Regions from separate parts of the Mus musculus genome. Here all the other regions are linked to region 3. A link is a contact called in public Hi-C and HiChIP or PLAC-seq data. All regions are on one chromosome and are shown on one strand. The core of a region is the stretch at or near the end of the contact, and the rest is flanking DNA. Distances in the headings are between cores, read along the strand shown. Region 1 overlaps Syt16 (synaptotagmin XVI). Region 2 overlaps Syt16 (synaptotagmin XVI). Region 3 overlaps Syt16 (synaptotagmin XVI).

Region 1 (2,829 bases), core at 267-2,766, 250 kb before region 3:
AGCACAGACTTTGTGTGAACTGCTTTCATCTCGTTTTCTTCTCTTTCATGGTTAGGCATTAGTTCTTTCTTTTCTGAACCTCCAAAGACCAAGTTTAGTTTTGCATAAACAGCTTGCAGTATAGTAAAAATGCTTTTCTGGGCTTTCCTTTAAACAATAGTGTTCACAGACTCTGCTTTGAGGTCGTGTGTAGAAAACAACCACAGCAAAACAAACAGGTACAGTATACTCACTGACAAATTAATTAGCTTTATCTGTTTTTTTTTCCCATCAAAGGGAATCATTTTAATAGGGGTCCATGTTTTTGCTGAGAATGGGTGGCTAACCCTTTGACTACAGATGGATCTTTCCTGGGAAAAGTTAACTTGTGAGCTGTAAAAGCCAATAATCTTACAGTGTTGTGTGATCTTGTTTGGGCCTTAATAGTTGGCTGTTGCAAACTGGTCAGCCATTGGCTGTAAGTGTGTAAATCTTTCCATAAACAAAAGAGAAAGGCTGCTAGACACAGCCCATCACCTCAAGAGGGAGCCTGTAAGAGATCTCTCTGCACGAGGTGACCTGAAATTAATTAGATCCTAGATTAATTAGATCAGCTCTTCATTGCGTCTGTCATGGTCCTTTGTATTTATTCTCAAGAAATCAAAAAATAACAGAGCTGTTGGGAATAAAATGTGGTCCAGAGGATGGGTCACCTCCAGCCTCCCTTCCACTGGTGCTAGCTTTCTGCTTCCAGTTAGTACTTTCTCCTTCCTTCTCATGTAAGATTCTTCCTAGGGCTCTGGTTGCCATTGGTTTACCCATCAGCACCTTGGTTAGATGACTCGCCACATTGTTTAGAACACTTGCTAGAAAACAAACCTAGCCCATCTAATGTTGATACATTTTTAAATAAAAAGTTCCTTAATTAAACTTTCTTTTCACTTCAGTGTAAGATAGTTTAATACCTTTGCAATACTGTGGAAAGTTCCAGCTCTTTGCTGAGTCTGACCTATCCTTTCCTGATTTTTCTCAAGGCAAAAACCAACAACAAGAAAACAAACAAAGCAAACAAAAAAACCAAACCCAGCTCTTCCATACTTTTTTTCCTGTGGTGACCTATAGCAATCCTAAACATGTCCCCAGCTAATGAGTTGTTTGTTTAGTCATTATCTTGAGAACCAATGCAGGCTATCTATCATATATAAGAAGACAAGAGAGCCGAGAATAAGTGCTTTCTCTAACCTGTGGCCTTCTAAGAAATTGTAGACTGGTGGGAGGTAGGAGCCATCTCTAAAGTGTGGGAAAAGAGGTGGGCGGATTTTCTTTCTTATGTATTGGGGAATTTTGGACATGGCTAGTGAGGGGCTGTTGCTATTATCAACACACAATACCTTCAGAAACCACACTGGTTAGTGTTCAGAAGAATACGATGGGCCATTCTGGGGGTAAAAGCTGCTTAAGTGGTGTCTGAGTGCTGTGGAGGGGGCTGTGCGGGAGCTCTAATTGCACAGCGTGTTGCAAGACAATTTTATTCATTTTGACAAGAAATAGGCTTTTCCTTTTTAGAGCTGTTGCTATGGAAAGCATTAAGTGTGTAAGGGGGAGGGAGGGCGGCTACATAGAAAATGCACTTCTACATAAGGGGAGGTAGAAAATATGGCTGCTTTGTGTCTTTACATCTTTAGACCCCCGGGTTATTGTACTTCCCAGATGGGTCCTTATGCTTTTAATTTACATTTCAGAGTTTTCCTAAATGAGAATCTTTGGGGCTATGAAATAGTATTAGTGGATAGTCTACAATATCCATCTGAAAATCTAAGTGGTTATGTTACACGGACTGTTGAATCTAGCCGTTGCTTGACCACTGAGGTAAGACACAATTGTATGTATATGTTTTAACCCTTTACATATAATGCATATGGGCATGGCCCATATGATGGAATCTAGTGTCATTATAAAGTATAGCTATTCTAGAGGCTGGGATGTAGATCACTTGATGAGAGCGCTTTCTTAGCATGAAGCCTGCATGTAATCCTCAGCTGCACGTGTGTCATCTCAGCACTTGGAAGATGAAGAATCAGGGGTTCAAGTCATCCTCAGCTGCAGCGGGACAGGCCATTGTGGGGTACAGGAGACCTGCTCTGAAAGAACCAAGAAAAGAAGACAAAAAACCCCAAACAACAACAACAACAAATAACAACAACAACAACAACAACAACAACAACAACTGGCTTGGATTATTGCCTGTAATTCCAGTACTGTGAAGGAAGAGGGAGGTGGACCTCTAAGGGTTTGAGGACAGGTTGGTCTACATAGTGAGACCCTTCTCAAGGCAACAACACTAACACTAACAACAACAACAACAACAACAGCAACCAACAACAAAGTTTTGTTTCTTACCAAAACAAAACTATAAAGTCTACTTATCTAGATATAAAATTAAAAGAAACAGCAAAGTGGGCAAACTTGAAAAAATGGGGAACACACTGACCTTTGTTTACTTATTTATATGCTTATTTATTCAGTCCTAGGGCAGTTTAACTCTGGGACTTAAGAACAACCCTTGGCTACTAGATAACCTTGCTGTGCAAATTGATGTTGAAGCCAAAATAGCATTGGTATTGCTTGGGAGTGCCTCAGACCTGCCCGGTCCAGGTTTCCAGGTACCACCGTGGAGATCTCTAAGCAAGTGGAAATCCGAGATGAGCTGCATCTGATGGTGAGGTGAGGGCTGTCGCAGTGCCCAGGGTCAGGGATGGCTTCAGTGAGCAGATAGAATGTTTCATTCTTGGACCAGTCCTGCAAGAGAGCACGATTACTTTGTTTCTTCTTCCTGTGACTTTTCTCTTC
Region 2 (2,700 bases), core at 17-2,516, 160 kb before region 3:
ACTCTGTGATACACACAATAAATGATGGGAGGGAAGCAGGGTATGATGACTATTGAAGGCGTTCTCAAAGCAACAGACCTTTAACAATTACACACCTGCCCAGCTTGCCAGGTATTAAAGGCTTAAACCATGGTTGCTTGGAGGGGCTGGATACTCCCTTTTTAGAGCTGAATGGGAAGCAATCACATTAAGAGAGGAATTGGGGGTAGCATTTGACTAGCAGTGCCTTCCTGGGGAGGGATTAGATTAGAGGCCCCTGGGCTGAGACATGGATATGTAATCCCTCTGTCCAGGGACAGTGAGTTGAGCCCACTGACTTTGTTAAACTAGCAGATTCCCATAGGAGCAGAATGAGTTGGGGGCTGCTTTCAGTTAAAATCAGGCTCCATATATAGACACTCAATGGGTTTTATCTTGAAAAGTTAGCTCGAGTTTAGGAGTGACAGTAAAAACCATACTTGGCAGGGGATGGATTTTGTGTAGCATTCAGAAGGATGAACATATGGGGCAGAGGGAGCAAGGGACAGAGAGATTCTAAAGGCAATTTTGTGTTAATTCATAAGGAATAGAATAAGGTTTTGAACAGAGGTCTCAACGATGCTCAAAACTTTGTTGTAGAAACCTGGAAAGGTTTTTGCATCATTTTCTTCTCTGAGCCCTGTGAGTTGCATGATCTCTTTCAAGCACCAATTGCCAGTCTGTTTTAGGATTGGGAGATATACATATTTAGTCAACGAGACAGCAAGTACTTCTCTGATATACATCTGTAGTTCAAAGTGTGCAGCTGTGTAGGTCGTCTAGGCTGCTGTAACAAATCCCATTGACTGGGAGGTGTAAAAAGCAGCTGTTCTGCAGGGAGGAGTCTGAGATCAAGAGCGGCTCTCCTTCCTCCTTAGTGTCATAGGTGGTCCTCTGCCTTTGTCTTTACAGGGCCTCTCTTCCCACCATGTGCATGCTCGTGGCTGGGTTTCTTCTTGTTATAACGACAGCAGTTGTGTTGGATGTGGCTCCATTCTTAAGAACTCAGTTTATATTATATCTCAGCAGATGGCATGTCTAAATATGGCTACGATCTGAAGTACTGGGGGTTAGGATTCCCACGTCTGAACTGGGGAGGGGGCAGGGCAGAGTCTGGGTTGTAACATCCTCAAAAGGGACAAAAGTGAAGAGAGGACTAGAAGCCAGGTCCTCCTTCCCTCAGCCCTCCTGCCAGACCCCTGCATGTCCTAGCTCATCCCTGTCCCCAGCCATGAAATGAGTCACCTCCGAAGAGAAAGTTCCAGGAGCCAGCTTCCTGTCATTTCTTTTCTAGGAGAATTTGGGCTGATGTCATCTGGGGGCTTTTCAGCTCCCAATCTTAGAATTAGCAGCCTTTCTCTCTTTCTTTAAAAAAAAAAAAAAAAAAAACTCTCTGGCAATGCTAGTTCCTTACCATATTTATTGCAGTCATCTGCTTATGCGCAATGGCAATTTTTATCTCGATGGGAGGAAATCTCAGGCTGAGAGCATACATAATAAACAGATGCATCGAATCACAGCCGTGTAGTTTTTGTAGTTGTTGTCAGGGTCAGCAAATATTTTTTAAGTTAACTTTGACCTTTGAGGGGGTTGTCCCTTTGATTTCTTTGTCTTTTTTTTCCCCTCCCCTATTTTCATCTGTTGGCTCAAATTGGTGTCCACGGTCCTCAATGTCATTCAATATTCTTGTCTTCCTCTTCAGACTTCAGATCAAAATGGTTGTGCTTGTGGTTGCTAAAAATCTATTACATCCTCTCCTCAGAAAAAAATTCCATGACAAGTGGCGGGCTAGCAGAGTGATTAAATGGGGGGCTCAAGCTAGACCGCTAGGGCCAAATCCTGCCTCTGACATGGACTGACTACCTTGTGATTGGGAGTGTCTCCCTCATTTTCCAGAGCTCAGTTTTGTCTCATCTGTTAAGTGATGATAATAATAATTTCAATTTCACGGGACCATTGTTAGACTTAAATGAGCGTAAAGGACCTGGCACATAGCAAATGCCAAGTAAGTGCAAAATATAATAATTATGACTCTGCCTGCCTTTGTTCTGCCGAGCTTCCCTGGAGATTCTATTCCTGCTTGGCTCATTCTCTGTTTCTCCCCTACTGGGCTTTCCATTCGTAAGCCATGCAGGGGTAGGCAGGCTTCCCTGGACTCATCATTAGACCAGCTGTCCTCAGCTCTGACTGAGACCCAGGGAGATTGACAAGGTTTGTAAGTTTTATTTGACGTCGGGTGGGGCGACACATCTGCCTGCACACAGACAGGCTTCTCCTTCCTGGTTACTGGATTGACCATATACTGACCCACTCTCATGCCGTTGACTGTCATTTTGGAGGCAGGAAGTATAATTCTCAGGAAGCTGGCTGGGTTTGAGTTGCATATTTCCACATCATCTTAGTCAGGAATGGGAGGGTGTCTGCCATTCTGACATTATTGAACAGGTTCCTGATCATAGTTGCATTGTGCAAATATAAATAGCTCTCCTTGTACCTGTGGCCTGCTTTGGGCTGGCACCTGCTAAAGAACTCCCCAGTCTTAGTGACCCATAGTGAGATACCATCATCATAAGACCTCCAAGGGCTTCGAGAGTCATAGTTCTATGGAGGCACCATCTCTTATGGAGATTTGTAGTAATTTAGACTCCCACCTTGGCCCTCAGTCTTAAGACTCGTCTTTAC
Region 3 (2,700 bases), core at 198-2,697:
ATCAGACTCTTCTCAGTGTTCAAAATTCCAAAACAGAAATGAATCAGATGCTGAGTGCTAAGGAAGGGTGTAACCAATCCGCAATCCTCTGCCACCCCATTCTCTTTATGAATAATAAAAAAAAGAGCCCTGTTTACTTTAAAAGGTAATCGTTATAAACTTGTGGTGTAAAATAAATTTGTATTCATGAAAAGTCTCTTTCTATCTCAATTAGATATCACGGTTTCTAAAAGAATTGGGTTAGACGAATCATATGGAAGCTGTAAAACAGTTAAAAACTGACTGTTATCTGACCTGTCTCTTTTTGAATATTTAAGATTTCCAAAAAATCACAGATTTTGTGCTTTCTTACCGAATCGGCACCCAAAGAAGAAGAGGAAAACCTAGAAGATAATTTAAGTCTTGGCTTTCTCGATGTTTCTGAATTTGTCATTCATTTGGATTATACCTTTTCTATAGATAATTGTACTAACTCTCACATGTATTTTTTGTATGTATTTCTGCATGCCAACCACATTCATCTTTATGCTATGTACCTTGCCAGTAGAACATAGAAAGATGCCTACAATGGATCTCAATAAATACTAATTTGATTGACTTAAAGGGAATGAACATGTGAAATCCTCTGAATGAAGAAATATCACCATTTGGTATGGTATGACACTGAATTCTCAGAGCATTTAAAGGACCCAGCACTGATATTTCTTATGTGTGCAACAAAATGTTTTAGTGAGTCCGTGTCTGTGGACACATGCTATTTATTCCCCAACGCTAACCTTGTATGGATCTGGGCATGAAGTTTTACTTATGAGTAGCTTTTACATTTTATGCGGTGCACTTTAATTTCTCAGATCTGAGTGCTTAGTTTTGGTGTCTTTTACCTGGAAGTGATGAGGAGGAAGGGATCCACCCTTAACACCTTGCTTAACGTTCCAGGTTCTCTGAGCAAGGGCCCCACCACTTCTTTTTAGAGTTTTATGTTTCCTTGTTGACTTCTGTCCTGTCTTCGGGAAGAGTGATAGCTAGTGACGGATACACGAAGTCAAAGCCGCAGAACTTCCCCCACAGCTCTACATTTTGACAGATTGTAAGCGTAGGCTGCAACACTTGAAGAACGTATTTATTCCTTGCACTTCATAATGGATATCCTGACAAGACCAGACAAGGGCACAGGAAAACTCTACCAGATCACAGGAATCAGATCTGGGGAAGAAACAATGTTATATGGAGGGGTGAGCATTTGCAGAATAAACTAGTATCCCCAGGTCTTTTTTTTAAGCCCGCCAAGTTCCCCTGCCTTCCTTGAGAAGACCTCGGAGTGTCTTCTCAGCATCTTGCCCACTAACTGCCCAGTGGTCTTTGCAGTGCGACTGTGTCACGGGGATAGAACTGAGTGCAATTGATAGAGGAGCGGCGAAGAATTGGCCTTTCACATCCTTCCCTCTCTGTGTGCCTTGTGCTGAAGGGGAAGCCGAGCAGCCTCGTTGTGCTTCCCTTTCTGCTGCTGGCATAATAGCAGCATTCATTTTCAAATTTACATTTGAAAAAAAATCTGTATATATTGTCCAGACAGCCCTGGATTTCCCTCGCTTGCTCGCTCACATTTGCCTGTTCTACATGTTGCCTGCATCCATGGCTTTGGGGTCCCTGCTAATCACCTCTGCTTTATGTTCTGCTCCTTGACTCACTCAGTTTTGGGTTTTCTGCTGGGATAGTGAGCTTAGGATGACGTTTGCAACATTTCCCCTTTTAAGGGGAAAAGCATGTTCTTTTTGGTTAGTGGTACTCGTCGTATAACACGTGTGCGTCTTGATTATACAGCAGCATTCACTCTCAGCGGATGGTGCAGACATCAAATTCTAAAGACAAGATGCACTGAAACGTTGAGGCTGAACTTTTTTTTTTTGAACCTTGATTTGAAATTCTGCTTTAGGAAGATCTTTGGATTTGGTGCACTTAGACTCTCTTATTTTCTTGGCAAAGTCTAGACCCAAATGCATTTAACATGTTTTTCACTTGAGCGTTTACAGCTACATTTGCTTCTCAAAAGAGTTCTGAAAGATAATTAGTTGGCTCTGTGGTGGGAGAGCTGCGTTTTGCCTGTTTTAGCTAGCTAATGATTAATATCTTGTGTGGGGGGTTGACGTGGAAGCGGTACCGCGTTTTGTTGCATGATGGTTCTGTTCCTAAAGTGTGTGCTTGTAAAATAACATCACTAAGGGTAGGAGACACACCGGCTTTATGAAGACGCGTCTCATCGTGGGCCTTCTTTCGGGGATGAATTGGTTTCACCAGTTGTGGTGGTGGCTGTTGTACTCGCTGCTCCCCTCTGACGATTGCTGATTTTCTTTTCTTTCTTTCTTAATGGACTATTCATCAGGCAGACACACACCTGCTCTGGGTTCCCCCTCCTTCCCTTGCTCCCTGTGAGAGACGCACAGTTGGTTTGGATCCTGTTTTCACTGATCGCATAACTGTTGGACAGAGGAAGCCCTGCTTTTCCTATAACATTAGAAGAATTTATAATGACCATGAATGTACTACACTCAGCATTCTGACAGCATGAGGTCTCAGAAAAGATCCAGGCCGTGTTTGCAAAGAGGCATGACATTGCATCCATGGTTGGTCAACTTAGGTGCCACTGGCTATGACTTGCTTTGGATGACAATTCAGGCGTTGATACAAGTGGTGACATTCTCC

What was found. A called contact is a pair of places that touch in the nucleus more often than the background predicts. HiChIP or PLAC-seq counts read pairs in DNA pulled down with a chosen protein or histone mark.
Region 1: an H3K4me3 HiChIP or PLAC-seq map of embryonic basal ganglia shows a contact between it and region 3, with 5 times the contacts expected there. The contact joins two enhancer-like sites. A contact is called at or near these places in 2 of 484 Hi-C or Micro-C datasets (bone marrow-derived macrophages and embryonic stem cells) and 2 of 115 datasets of contacts at active chromatin or transcription factors (embryonic basal ganglia and embryonic stem cells).
Region 2: a Hi-C map of cerebral cortex shows a contact between it and region 3, with 2.3 times the contacts expected there. The contact joins two enhancer-like sites. A contact is called at or near these places in 3 of 484 Hi-C or Micro-C datasets (bone marrow-derived macrophages, cerebral cortex and nephron progenitors) and 2 of 115 datasets of contacts at active chromatin or transcription factors (SST interneurons and embryonic basal ganglia).

What each region holds. Positions count from the first base shown.
Region 1 is chr12:74,021,960-74,024,788 of GRCm38.p6, forward strand. All of the region lies in intron 1 of Syt16 (synaptotagmin XVI), which reads left to right. Among named protein-coding and RNA genes, the nearest start is that of Syt16, 26 kb to the left of the region's middle. Within about 2 kb of position 1,517, at least 5 of the 459 cell types and tissues checked have an H3K27ac peak or open chromatin away from gene starts, as enhancers often do. A contact at or near this core is called in embryonic basal ganglia, where this site is marked.
Region 2 is chr12:74,107,700-74,110,399 of GRCm38.p6, forward strand. All of the region lies in intron 1 of Syt16 (synaptotagmin XVI), which reads left to right. Among named protein-coding and RNA genes, the nearest start is that of Gm40889, 31 kb to the right of the region's middle. Within about 2 kb of position 1,267, at least 24 of the 459 cell types and tissues checked have an H3K27ac peak or open chromatin away from gene starts, as enhancers often do. A contact at or near this core is called in SST interneurons and cerebral cortex, where this site is marked.
Region 3 is chr12:74,267,309-74,270,008 of GRCm38.p6, forward strand. It overlaps Syt16 (synaptotagmin XVI), which reads left to right. Exons shown (of 8, transcript NM_001364282.1): 8 at 1-608. Among named protein-coding and RNA genes, the nearest start is that of 1700086L19Rik, 16 kb to the right of the region's middle. Within about 2 kb of position 1,448, at least 26 of the 459 cell types and tissues checked have an H3K27ac peak or open chromatin away from gene starts, as enhancers often do. A contact at or near this core is called in SST interneurons, cerebral cortex and embryonic basal ganglia, where this site is marked.